Linked DNA regions of Mus musculus: regions 1 and 3 are each linked to region 2. The links are chromatin contacts, called in public promoter capture Hi-C and targeted proximity ligation maps. All regions are on one chromosome and are shown on one strand. The core of a region is the stretch at or near the end of the contact, and the rest is flanking DNA. Distances in the headings are between cores, read along the strand shown.

The links. Promoter capture Hi-C pulls out the DNA fragments that hold promoters and counts their contacts.
Region 1: a targeted proximity ligation map of embryonic stem cells shows a contact between it and region 2, with 7 times the contacts expected there. A contact is called at or near these places in 6 of 39 promoter capture datasets (the C10 cell line, cranial neural crest, hippocampal neurons and 3 more), 2 of 484 Hi-C or Micro-C datasets (CD4 T cells and nephron progenitors) and 6 of 130 datasets of targeted methods (embryonic stem cells, epiblast stem cells, large pre-B cells and 3 more).
Region 3: a promoter capture Hi-C map of embryonic stem cells shows a contact between it and region 2, with 2.2 times the contacts expected there. A contact is called at or near these places in 9 of 39 promoter capture datasets (the C10 cell line, cranial neural crest, embryonic stem cells and 6 more), 8 of 484 Hi-C or Micro-C datasets (B cells, CD4 T cells, the G1E-ER4 cell line and 3 more), 13 of 130 datasets of targeted methods (the SCID.adh cell line, cardiomyocytes, embryonic limb bud and 6 more) and 3 of 9 other capture datasets (adipose tissue, macrophages and pancreatic islet).

What each region holds. Positions count from the first base shown.
Region 1 is chr19:4,058,017-4,061,399 of GRCm38.p6, forward strand. Gstp3 (glutathione S-transferase pi 3) reads right to left here and starts at 1,431. Exons shown (of 7, transcript NM_144869.3): 1 at 1,408-1,431; 2 at 1,243-1,278; 3 at 719-825; 4 at 513-600; 5 at 70-173. The coding sequence starts at 1,408.
Region 2 is chr19:3,766,322-3,770,180 of GRCm38.p6, forward strand. Kmt5b (lysine methyltransferase 5B) reads left to right here and starts at 1,568. Exons shown (of 11, transcript NM_001379678.1): 1 at 1,568-2,019.
Region 3 is chr19:4,040,466-4,044,240 of GRCm38.p6, forward strand. Gstp2 (glutathione S-transferase, pi 2) reads right to left here and starts at 1,756. Exons shown (of 7, transcript NM_181796.2): 1 at 1,700-1,756; 2 at 1,438-1,473; 3 at 1,119-1,225; 4 at 933-1,020; 5 at 517-620; 6 at 243-350; 7 at 1-74. The coding sequence starts at 1,700.

The DNA.
Region 1 (3,383 bases), core at 181-2,680, 290 kb after region 2:
CAGAGTGACCGAAGTGATCTCCCTTTCCTGCCCACCACGCTTGGTCACTAGCCTGTGGCTCCTACATACCAGGATATGGCGATACTGCCGGGCAATGCGTCTGAATAGGTCTTCCAGTCCATCGTTCACCATGTCCACCAGTGCTGCCTCTTGTTGGTCTTTGCCATAGAGCCCTGGGTCAGCGGGCAGGCAGCAGGCTCAGGTTCTGTACTTGTCCCTACATGTCCACTCAGTCTCAGCCTGGGTCTACTCTCTAACCTTAATTGGAGGTCTTCCCTGCCTACCTCTGGGATGTCATTAGAAAAATGATACAAGTTGGAAACTCACAGCCCTGGCTGTACAGACAGCGACCGCCCAGCAGCACACCAGTAGCCTTCTGGAACCTGGGCCCTGCATGATCCTCTAGGGTGACCCAGGTGGGACATTGGTGGCTGCAGGTGAGGCAATTCAAAGCCCCAGGACATTTTGAGGAACATCTCAGGTGTCTCTCAGGGCTTGGCTTCTGGACTCACCGAAGGAGCGGCCCAGGTGCCGTAGGATAGTATTGGATTGGTACAGGGTGAGCTCTCCATCCTGGAACTTGGGGATCTGTCCAAACAACTGGGAGAAGATCCCTCTGTAAGGGGTGCTGAACCTGGCTGCCCCCAATCCTAGACACAGCACCCTAAGGCTGCGCCCCAACCGAATCCCCAAGGGGGAGAGGGAGACAATTACTCACACAGGAAGCCTTGAATGTGCCTTGCTCCCAAACATCCAAGGTCACCACCTCCTCCTTCCAGCTCTGGCCCTGGTCAGCTAGAAGCATGCGCATAACCTCACAGCGCCCTGTATGGGGGTGCAGGATGAGGACACAGCGAAGAGATCTACTCTCAGAGCATCCTGGGAGAGTTTGGGAGAGTGGAAAGCTGACAAGAGGACTACACTAGCTTGGGAGCCTCATAGGGAGGGGAGATATGTGGTGATAGAGGCCATGTCCTAACATTATCTTGGAATGCGAAGACCCAGCCCCACCATGGCACAGGGAAGGAAGGAAAAGTGACAGACAGTGCAGCTATCTACGGAGGCTAAGAGGGCAGTCCTGGCCCCACCAACCACAACTGTAGTCCTGCCCCAGGTCTCTGTCCCGGCCCGGCCCCAATACAGTCTTGGTCACGCCCTTCCTACACCACTGTTGGGGATTCCCAGGAATGACCCAGAAGACTATTGTTTGTGCCCTTCGTCTTGAAAGTGCTGAGGCCACACCTCGGGAAGGGAAATAGACGATGGTGTAAGGTGGCACTAGGAGAGATAGACAAAAAGCACGATGAAGGAGGACCTTGCCTGGGCTGCAGGGCCAAGGAGCGGTTAGTAGCAGGGGTGAGGTGGGGGTATAATTGCCCCCGCCCTTGCCTCCAGGTTTCTCCTTACTGTTGGGCGGATACAGTGTGGTGCAAGCTCAGCAGGAAGAGAGGAAGTGATCGGGGCCTTATATTGACAGGAAGACTCCACCTCCTCAGACATCCCACACTGCCCCAGAAACAGACCAAGTCCTGGTGTTCAGTGTACCAGCTTCCTGGCAGACGTGGTGGGGGAGGGCAGACTCACCTTTCTATCTGTGGTGCAATATGCTACTGGAGTTTTGCAAGAGGCACACATGGTCACATGATAAGCCTCCCACTTAACACGCCCAAACCACTCGGTTTCTTGTGTGCTCAGGGGTTTGGACAGTGCCTTATATGCAGGTAGGCCTCTACCAACAGTACATGGTATAATAATAAGTGCTCCTTGTAAAAATAAGGCAATGTAGAGGAGCCGTGGTTAATCCCAGCACTTGGGAGGAGGCAGAAGCAAGAGGATCTCTGAGTTCAGCCCAGTCCGTCTGGTCGACAGAGTTCCAGGACAGCCAGGGCTCCAAAGAGAAACCATGTTTATAAATGACAAAAAATAAATAATAACAATAACCATAATAATGGCAGTGTCACCTGGAGTGATGGCACACACCTTTAATTGCAGCACTCAAAGTACAAAGGAAGGTCGGGCGGCACGCCTTTAATCCCAGCACTTGGGAGGCAGAGGCAGGCAGATTTCTGAGTTCGAGGCCAGCCTGGTCTACAAAGTGAGTTCCAGGACAGCCAGGGCTATACAAAGAAACTCTGTCTCGAAAAAAAAAAAAAAAAGTACAAAGAGAGGCAGCCCTTTCGAATTCAAGGCCAGACTGGTCTACAACCAAGATCACCAAGCCAGCCAGAGCTATATAGCAACCAAGCCAGCCAGAGCTATATAGCAAGAGCCTGTCTTTTCAAGAAAAGAATAAAGGGATTTAAAAAAAATTTTTTTAAAGATTTATTTATTATTATAAATGAGTACACTGCAGCTGTATTTAGACACACCAGAAGATGGCATCAGATCTCACTATGGGTGGTTGTGAGCTACCATGTGGTTGCTGGGATTTGAACTCAGGACCTTTGGGAGAGCAGTCAGTGCTCTTACTCGCTGAGCCATCTCACCAGCCCTAAAATTTTTTTTAAATATTTATTTATTTATCACATGCAAGCACACTGCAGCTGTCCTCAGACACACCAGAAGAGGGCATCCAATCCCACCACAGATGGCCGTGAGCTACCATGCAGTCGCCGGGACCTGAACTCAAGACCTCCAAAACAGCAGCCAATGCTCCCAACCACTGAGCCATCCCTCCAGCCCCCCCTTTTTTTTTAAATAAAGGGATTTTAACTAATGAACTATCCCCTCCTCTCTTGGTGATGCTATAACAGAAAACTCTTAGCAAAGAGTTAAGCCTTACATGTACCAGTCCTCAAGGCTAGCACTGTTCCTTGTTTGTAGAGAAATTGAAACAAAGAATTGACGTGGCATGCCCAAGGTCACTCAGCTAGTAAACAGGATTTAAACTTGTTTGGTCTGGTTAGTTCCCTGGGAACCTCATGTCTGTCTGTCTGTCTTCTATCTATCATCTATGCATCTGTCTATCTATCTATCTATCTATCTATCTATCTATCTATCTATCTATCTATCTATCATCGACACTGTGCTTCTCTGTTCTCTGTGTAGCCCTGGTTGACCTGGAACTTGCTCTGTAGAGCAGGCCAGCTTCAAAACCATAGAATGCCACCTGTCTCTGTCTCCTGAGTGCTGGGATTTAAGGAGTGTGCCAGTACTGCCAGGCTGGGAACCTCACTTTTTAAATCCATTTTCCCCCTTTGATACCTTTTTGTTGAAGGGAACAGACTATGTCACTTCACAATGTGCTTCTGTAACATAAACCGTACCACTGGAGCAGGGCATGACAGTGCAGAGCTGGACTCAGTGCTGTGAGCACCAGGATGGAAGGTGCTGAGTGAAGCTAGCCTGGGCTGCATAGGGAAACTGAAAGATTTTCGAATTCC
Region 2 (3,859 bases), core at 318-2,817:
TCAAACGTGGCAGAAGCAACTTTAGTGTCTCTGGCACATATTTGGAGCCAAGTCCTATAGAAGTCTTGTGGGGTAGCGGTATTAAGAAACTAGAAAAACACAACAAAACTAAGATCAAAGGAATTGTTAGCTGTGTCTACAAAAAGGGAATACAGCAGGATAGATCCGATGCAACAGGTGACTGGAAAGGGCAGGAAGTCGACCTGAAGTGTCAAGCCCTGTATCTCCTGTGACTGGTCTCCTATGCCCACTGCCCACTCCCAAGATGGTCTGTAGACTGAGGATACAGGTCACACAGCTGAGGTCAGCACAGGAATTCTGGTTTTGAAGAAATATACCTTCCCAGCTATGTGTCCTTAGCAGGTTTCTGTGCCTCTGTTTCCCATCTATGGAAGGGGATAACAAGCGTCGTCAAGTACTCAAGATCAAAGAGGCAAGGGCAATGGGAGCTAAGTTGGTATTTGCTTGACTCTGCTGAGCCATCCTCTAGAAAATGCCTACTATGCTAAGGTATGTGAGTGTTCAGTGTGGTAGTGGTGTTTGCAGGGAACCGAGGCAGGCTGGGGCCCTCCTGCAATGGCCTCAGCTGTTCTCCCTGTCTCATGTGTCGCTGGAGTTGCATTCTTTCTTTCCATTGCCTGGACATTTTCGTACCTTTCCATAACACCCTCCACCTCACTCAGGTGTTTGCTTCAATACGTGACAACCTCAAACACCTCCTTCAGGTCCCAACCACCTGCTTCACTTTAAAGCCTGCGTTTTTCATAGAATAGTGTATAAGAGGCTCTGGCTCCAGCCCTGAGTAGTTGAAAAGTCACCCAACTAGTCCATGCCTCAATTTCCCTGTGTGTAAACTGGAACCCACAATACTCTCGACCTCTGGGGATTACCCTGAGGGACAAATAAAGGGACACACCAGATCGTTGGGAACGACGTCTGGTTAGGGACAAGGATGTGACCCTCGTTATTGTTGTGAGGCACCCCTTATCCAACTGCAAGATCCAAGGGGTGGGGCTTCACCATACCCCAGGCGTGGGTGCAAGCCACTCCGGATCTTCCGCCCCAAGCTCCCGGAGGACCAAACCGCCTTTCTTGCGCCGGTTGAGCCCGAAGAGGGCGAGGAGTGGCTGCGTCGTGGAAAGGTTGTCACTCAGTAGGTGCTCAAGGAGCGGCCGGTGTCAGCACGGGGGACCCAAAGCACGCTCCCTCCCCGCCTCCCGCGTGGTACCGTTCAGGTGGCCCACATGGTCTTGAAGGGTGTTTCTGCTTCCAACGACACCCATCCCCACAACAAAGAAACTCGCCATTCCCGGCCGCCTCCCCTCAGTGCACCCCGGAGGCACAGCGGGCCCGGAGCGCCGTGCGCCTCGCAGTTGCCCCCTGAAATCGCAGCTCGGGAGCTGTCCCTGGTAGGTGCAGGTGCGCACGAGACGGGGGCGGGGGCCAACCCCGCGGGGCAGCAAGCGGCCGGGGTACTAGGTGGCGCCCACCGGGCGCGCGGCGACGCCGCCTCCACCGAGATTTAAAGGGCAGCCGGGCGGAGGGATCTTCGAACGACTCTCGCTGCGATCCCTCCGCCTCGAGGCTCAGCGACGGCAACGACGTGGTTTCTTTGGTGGTGGTGGTGGGGGGGATTTACTCTTGTGCCTCCGCTGTCGGGTGCCGCGGCAGGGAACTTCATTCTCTCTGGTGTCTCTCAGCCTCTTCCCGCAGAATTCCGTCGAAGCCATCGCGGCCACTAGCGCGGAGCAAAGGTGCGCGCACGCTCGGTGTCGGCGTGGTGTCCCTCCGCCGTCAGTCGTGGACTCCTTTTCGTGTCCTTCCACCGAGCCCGGGCGGTGTCCGGGTGGCTCACCGGGGGCGGCGACGCGTCTGCGGCGCGGCAGCGAGGCTCGGGGGCTATGAGGTGAGGACGCCCGGGGACCGGAGGCGGCACCCGGCGCTGCGCGAGAACGCAGGACGCGAAGCCCCGAAGTCGGCGGATGCCTCTCAGATCCCGCGACTGCGCGCGAGGTGGAGGTGAGGCCCGAGGACTGTGAGGCGGGGGTGGCCCGGCGCTGCGAGCCAGGGCTCGGGGACAGGGGCTTGGCGCGGGCCGCGGTGGTGGCCGTGGCGGCAGGGTTGGGGGGGCCCCTCGGCGGACGCGGACTCCTTTATTTCCCCCCCCCTTCCGTCAGCGGAGGCAGCGGGCGGTGCTACGTCCGTGCCGCCATATTGGATTTTACTCTCCAATTTTTTTTTCTGAGGAAATATTTTTTGGTGATTAATTTTTCTGGAGGGACCAAAAAGTGTAGCCGGGCGCTTCGGGAGCTCGGTGGCGGAGCTCTTGGACGGGCCCGGTGCTGGAAGACCGGCAGTGCTGGCGGTGAGCCGCGGAGGACGTACGTGCGTGCGTGCGTGCGTGCAGGAACCGGGCCGCGGGGCGGGGCTGCGGGGCCGGGGCGGCCGGGCGAGCGAGCACGGCCTGCAGTGTTGGCGGCGGCCGGAAGGGAGCGGTAGCGGTCGGCGAGGGCCGGGTCGCGGCCGCACGAGGGGAGCTGCTCGGCCGCTCGGGATTGGGGGACTGTGTTTTTCCTCTTCTCCAATGGGCGGCCGGCAAGCGTCTCGCCCAATCTGCTCGCGCCGGCTCGCCGAACTTTCGGTTGTTTTTGTTTTGGCCCGAGCCTCGTTTCCTGTTGCTCCAGGCTCAGACTGTCGCGCGCGGGGGTGGGGTGGGGGTGGGGGGCAGTCGCTCGGGCCCCACGCAGTGGCACTGGCGTCACTCGATCTGTCATCCGCTCGTTCAGCCAGAGTGCAAGAAGGAGAGGAGGAGACGTGAAGTTCATCTTGAACTTTCTGATGGCGCTCACTCTGAGACAGTCCTCTCAGAGGAGCAGACAAGATGGATTGCCTGACTTGATTTGTTTGTTTGTTTTTTAAACCTGCTTTCTAGACTTAAAACTGTCTGACACAGGCCTGAGGGGTTGGGAGGCTGCCGAGTGGATGGATTCCTTAGAGGAACTCGCTTCTCCTTGTAACTGTTCCCCGTTCTTATTTATTTATTTATTTATTTTGACAGAAACGCCAGCCAGTTTGGGTAATTAGTAGACAAAACATAAGCCCTTTCAGAGGCGATGAAGAAGTTATTGTTTTTCTTTTTGCCTGAAATGATCACAGACAACTTTTTTTAAAGATTTATTTATTTCTTATATGTAAGTACACTGTAGCAGCCTTCAGACACTCCAGAAGAGGGAGTCAGATCTCTATTCTGATGGTTTTGAGCCACCATGTGGTTGCTGGGATTTGAACTCCAGACCTTTGGAAGAGCAGTTGGGTGCTCTTACCCACTGAGCCATCTCACCAGCCCCCACAGACGACTTTTGAGTGAAGTCCATGCCTTAAGAGTGAATTGCCAAAGACACACGTTTGCAATGTAGACGTGGGTTTGACCAAGTCCCTCACTAAGAGCCCCTATGGTCCAGGGTTAAAGTGTGCAAATAAATGTCTAGGTGTCATACATGGGCAAACAGTAGACTCTGAGTCTATAGCCTCTCGACATCGGACACTGTACTCCCTCTTCCAAGCTCACTTATGCTAGTTGCCATACCTGGTGCCTTTTGGCCATCCGGTCTCTGGCTTTCTCCTGTCCCAGCATACATCCATCCTTAGAAAAGCCGCAAGAGAGTATAGCCTGCTGCTGGCATAGGCTTATGAAGAAGCATCCTGGTTGGCCTGCACAGAAGCCAGGATTCCTCTGTTCCCTGAAAGTCTTTGCATGCTTGGTGAGATTGGCTTTGCCATTGCACGTACGTTGGTTTTCTTGTGAGCCTGTTGAATCATAGTTGAATCATAGATTTAGCTGGTCTACCTCGGCACAGGT
Region 3 (3,775 bases), core at 506-3,005, 270 kb after region 2:
TTGTCCAGGCAGCCAGGGGCCAGGACTTGGTGGATCAGCAGCAGGTCCAGCAAGTTGTAATCGGCAAAGGAGATCTGCAGGGGCAGGAGGTGTGGGTCTCAGCAGCTGGGAGGAGGCTGGGGCTGGGGGGCAGAGAGCTGAGGGCCCTCACCCCCACCTCCACCCCTTAGCTCTGCTCCACTTTACATATGGCTCCCTCTTGTCCTTATCCACAAGGCAAAGGCAATGCAAGAGATGCTCACCTGGTCACCCACGATGAAAGCTTTGCCTCCCTGGTTCTGGGACAGCAGGGTCTCAAAAGGCTTCAGATGCCCAGGCAGGGCCTTCACGTAGTCATTCTTACCATTCTCCTGCCAGGGAGACACCCAAAGATGTACCATCCTCCCACTGTCACAGTGCCCTGGGCACTGGACTCCTGCTGCCCTGTAATGAATTCCAGATATACCCCCCCCCCCAGGGACATGGCCTACCACTACCTACTTCCTGGGCTACCCTACCCCCCAGATTCAGGCTCACATAGTTTCTGTAGATCATGGTGCCATATTTGCCGCGAAGGTCCTCCACCCCATCATTCACCATATCCACCTGGGCGGCCTCCCTCTGGTTTTTCCCATAAAGCCCTGCGGGTTGGGAGAGACAGCATGACTGATCCCTGATTTCCTCAGGTATGTGGCTGTTGGTAGGTCGCAGTCTTGGGGGAGGGGATATGGGTAGTCATGTGAGACCTGAGCTCATGAAAGGCAACAGGAAGCCATGGCAGGCAGACCACAGATGCAGCCTGAACAAGGATAATCTCTGTGTGTCCCTGTTTTGCTCTGTCAACTCAAAACTAAAAAGGGAGTGGCCAGCTGGGCAGATACCCCCTGAAACAATAACTGATACCCCCCCCACCACCCTGCCCACCAGCTGGACCACCTGGGTTCAGGACTTACCCAAAGAGCGGCCAAGGTGTCTCAAGATGGCATTAGATTGGTAAAGGGTGAGGTCTCCATCCTCAAACTTGGGGAGCTGCCCATACAGCTGGAGGGAGGAACAAGAACCTTGGTGATGCTGCTGCCTCCCAGTCACAGCCCTCCTAAGGCCCTACCTCTGCCCCCTCCACTACGGGTGTCACTCACACAAGTGGGCTTGAGCAAGCCTTGCATCCAGGTATCTATGGTAACCACCTCCTCCTTCCAGCTCTGGCCCTGGTCAGCCAGCAGCATGCGCATGGCCTCACACCGCCCTGTATGGAGTCAGGGTAAGGATTTGGGGGATAGTGTAAAGGCCCAGCCTCAAAGCAATTTCGAGTACAAGGACTGACTGGCCATGGTGAGGGAAGTAGAGCCTTGCAACCAGGAGGATTAATGATGAATTGCAATTTCTCCATGGCAGATAGGAATGGTGGGCTGCAACCCCTACCCCAGACCTCCCCTTCCTGCAGTCATTAGCTCCTACCTGGACTTGGGAAGTAGACAATGGTGTACGGCGGCACTGGGGGACAGGAGAAGAATGTTAGGTAGAAGAAGGGGAATGATTAGGGTTCAGTGTGGTGCACTTTCCCGCTCCATCTCCCGGGTCCCTTTTCTGATTTGTTCCCCACACCCCGTCCCAGGCTCCTGGTGCAAAATGCCCGGTGCAGAGAGCTCAGTCCAGAGCGAGCCCTGGCCCCGACAGCTGCAAGCTGGTAGTTCGGGGAAGCTTCAGGGCGTGGACTCACTGGCTGCTGTGCAGAGAGAAGTGGGGATCAAGTGCTGAATAGTCAGAGAGGTGTCTCAGGGATGGAAGCAAACACAGGCCCCAGGACAGCCAGCCTTATAAGGGGCATTGCGCTCCGCCCCGGATGCCGCCCCGGATGCTGACTCAACACGTTGGAGAGAATAGCCGGTATTGGATCTCTGCAGCTCCCGCCTCCTGCCCGAGACACTAGCATGTGACCCGAGTCGGCCACAGTGCTGGGTTCATTTTTGAGTCCTGCTCCGAGAAGGGTGTGTCCAGCTCCCTTCCACTTTGTGCTGGAGCTGGACAGCTTTCTGCAGCATGTGCAACTCTGTCAGCCTTCTGCCTATCCCCATCTACCAACCTCTCTAGTAGATTCCGTTAGTGGCCATCCTTAACTCACCAACTTCTTTCTCCTGCCCAAAGAGCTTCGTTTGCTCCTTTGACCTTCGCTAGGAATAGCCAGAAAACTGCGCTTTTGTGTTCTTTATGTCAGAGATCTGAGGAGCTTCAAAAAGCGAAGAAAAATCAAGTGAAGAGACAAAGTTGCAGTTGTATGTCAAAAACCTTAGTTGGTGGTTCCTCGCCTTTCTGACATGGACTCTAGTTCTTCAGCCCTTCAAAAATAACAGCTGGAGAGATGGCCCCGATGTTCAAGGCATTTCCAGATCTTACACAGGACCCAAGTTCAGTTCCCAGAACTCAGCCAGGTAGCTCACAACTGGCTTGAACTCTGGAGCCAGATCTGACACTTGGGGCTTACTTGGGGACTGCACTCATTTGCACAAACAGAGACACATAATTTTTAAAAATAAAAAAAATAATAACAAAATAAACACCTGTCCCTAAAGGCTACCACACACAACCTCACTGTTACACACACCCAAGTGTGTGAGCCCACAACTGAGAGGGAGGGAGAGAGAGAGAGAGAGAGAGAACATCATATCACATCACATCACACTCTTCAGTCATGCCCTCTGGTGTTGAGGGGGCAGCTATGTCTTCCCTCAGGCTGGCTAAGGGCTGTTTCTTTCTTCAGTCTCCCCTTCCTTCCTTGCTTCTCCCTTCTCTGTGTCTCCCTGGGTAATGGGGATTTGGACTATTCAAGCAGTTGTAGGTAGCTACACCTGTGTCTCACTCTTTCCTCCCGCAGCCTGCCTGTCCTAGCTGGTGTCTGGTTCTTTTTTTTTTTTTTTTTTTTAAAGATTTATTTATTATATGTAAGTACACTGAAGCTGTCTTCAGACACTCCAGAAGAGGGCGCCAGATCTCGTTACGGATGGTTGTGAGCCACCATGTGGTTGCTGGGATTTGAACTCCTGACCTTCGGAAGAGCAGTCGGGTGCTCTTACCCACTGAGCCATCTCACCAGCCCTGGTGTCTGGTTCTTTTTCTTTATTTTCTTTCTTTCTTTCTTTCTTTCTTTCTTTCTTTCTTGTTCTTTTTTTTCACTTTTTTTCTCTTTTTTATTTTTATTTTTATTTATTTTTTTTTTTTGGTGTCTGGTTCTTGCTGGTCTGTCTCCTCCTCTTTCCCTACTCAGTTACTTCAAAGGAGCAGAAGTCAACTTCTCATTTTGAACTGAAATTCATGCAGAAACATTTTCCACGCCCAACCCTGCCCCTAGCCCCTCCCCAGGCTTTGACTCTGTGCCCTGTGGATCATAAAATACTGACCATTCCCCTTTCCCACAGCACAGTCCTGGCCTTTCTGCCCCTTCTATAGAGCACAGACATGTGTGGGGGCTAAGGGACTACTGGATTCCCAGTCCCTATTGGACCCCAGGCTGAGCCTGCCCTTTCTTATTGTGTTCATCTACTCCCCTCTCAGTTCCTGGCTGTATCTGGGATGCATCTGCATCCGTAGAACCTGGGACAGGTGTATATGCATGCACTGTAGCGTCACATTCTCAACTACTGTCAGCTCCCTCAGGCCCCAGTTTTCATCACTGAGGTTCTGGGCCTGTTGGGAGCTATTAAGACAACTCTTGATCTCTGAATTGGGCCTCTCCCCCGAGAAGAAAAGGGAGTCAAAAGCGGGCCACCACACACCGATTCTGAGAACAACCACAGAATGT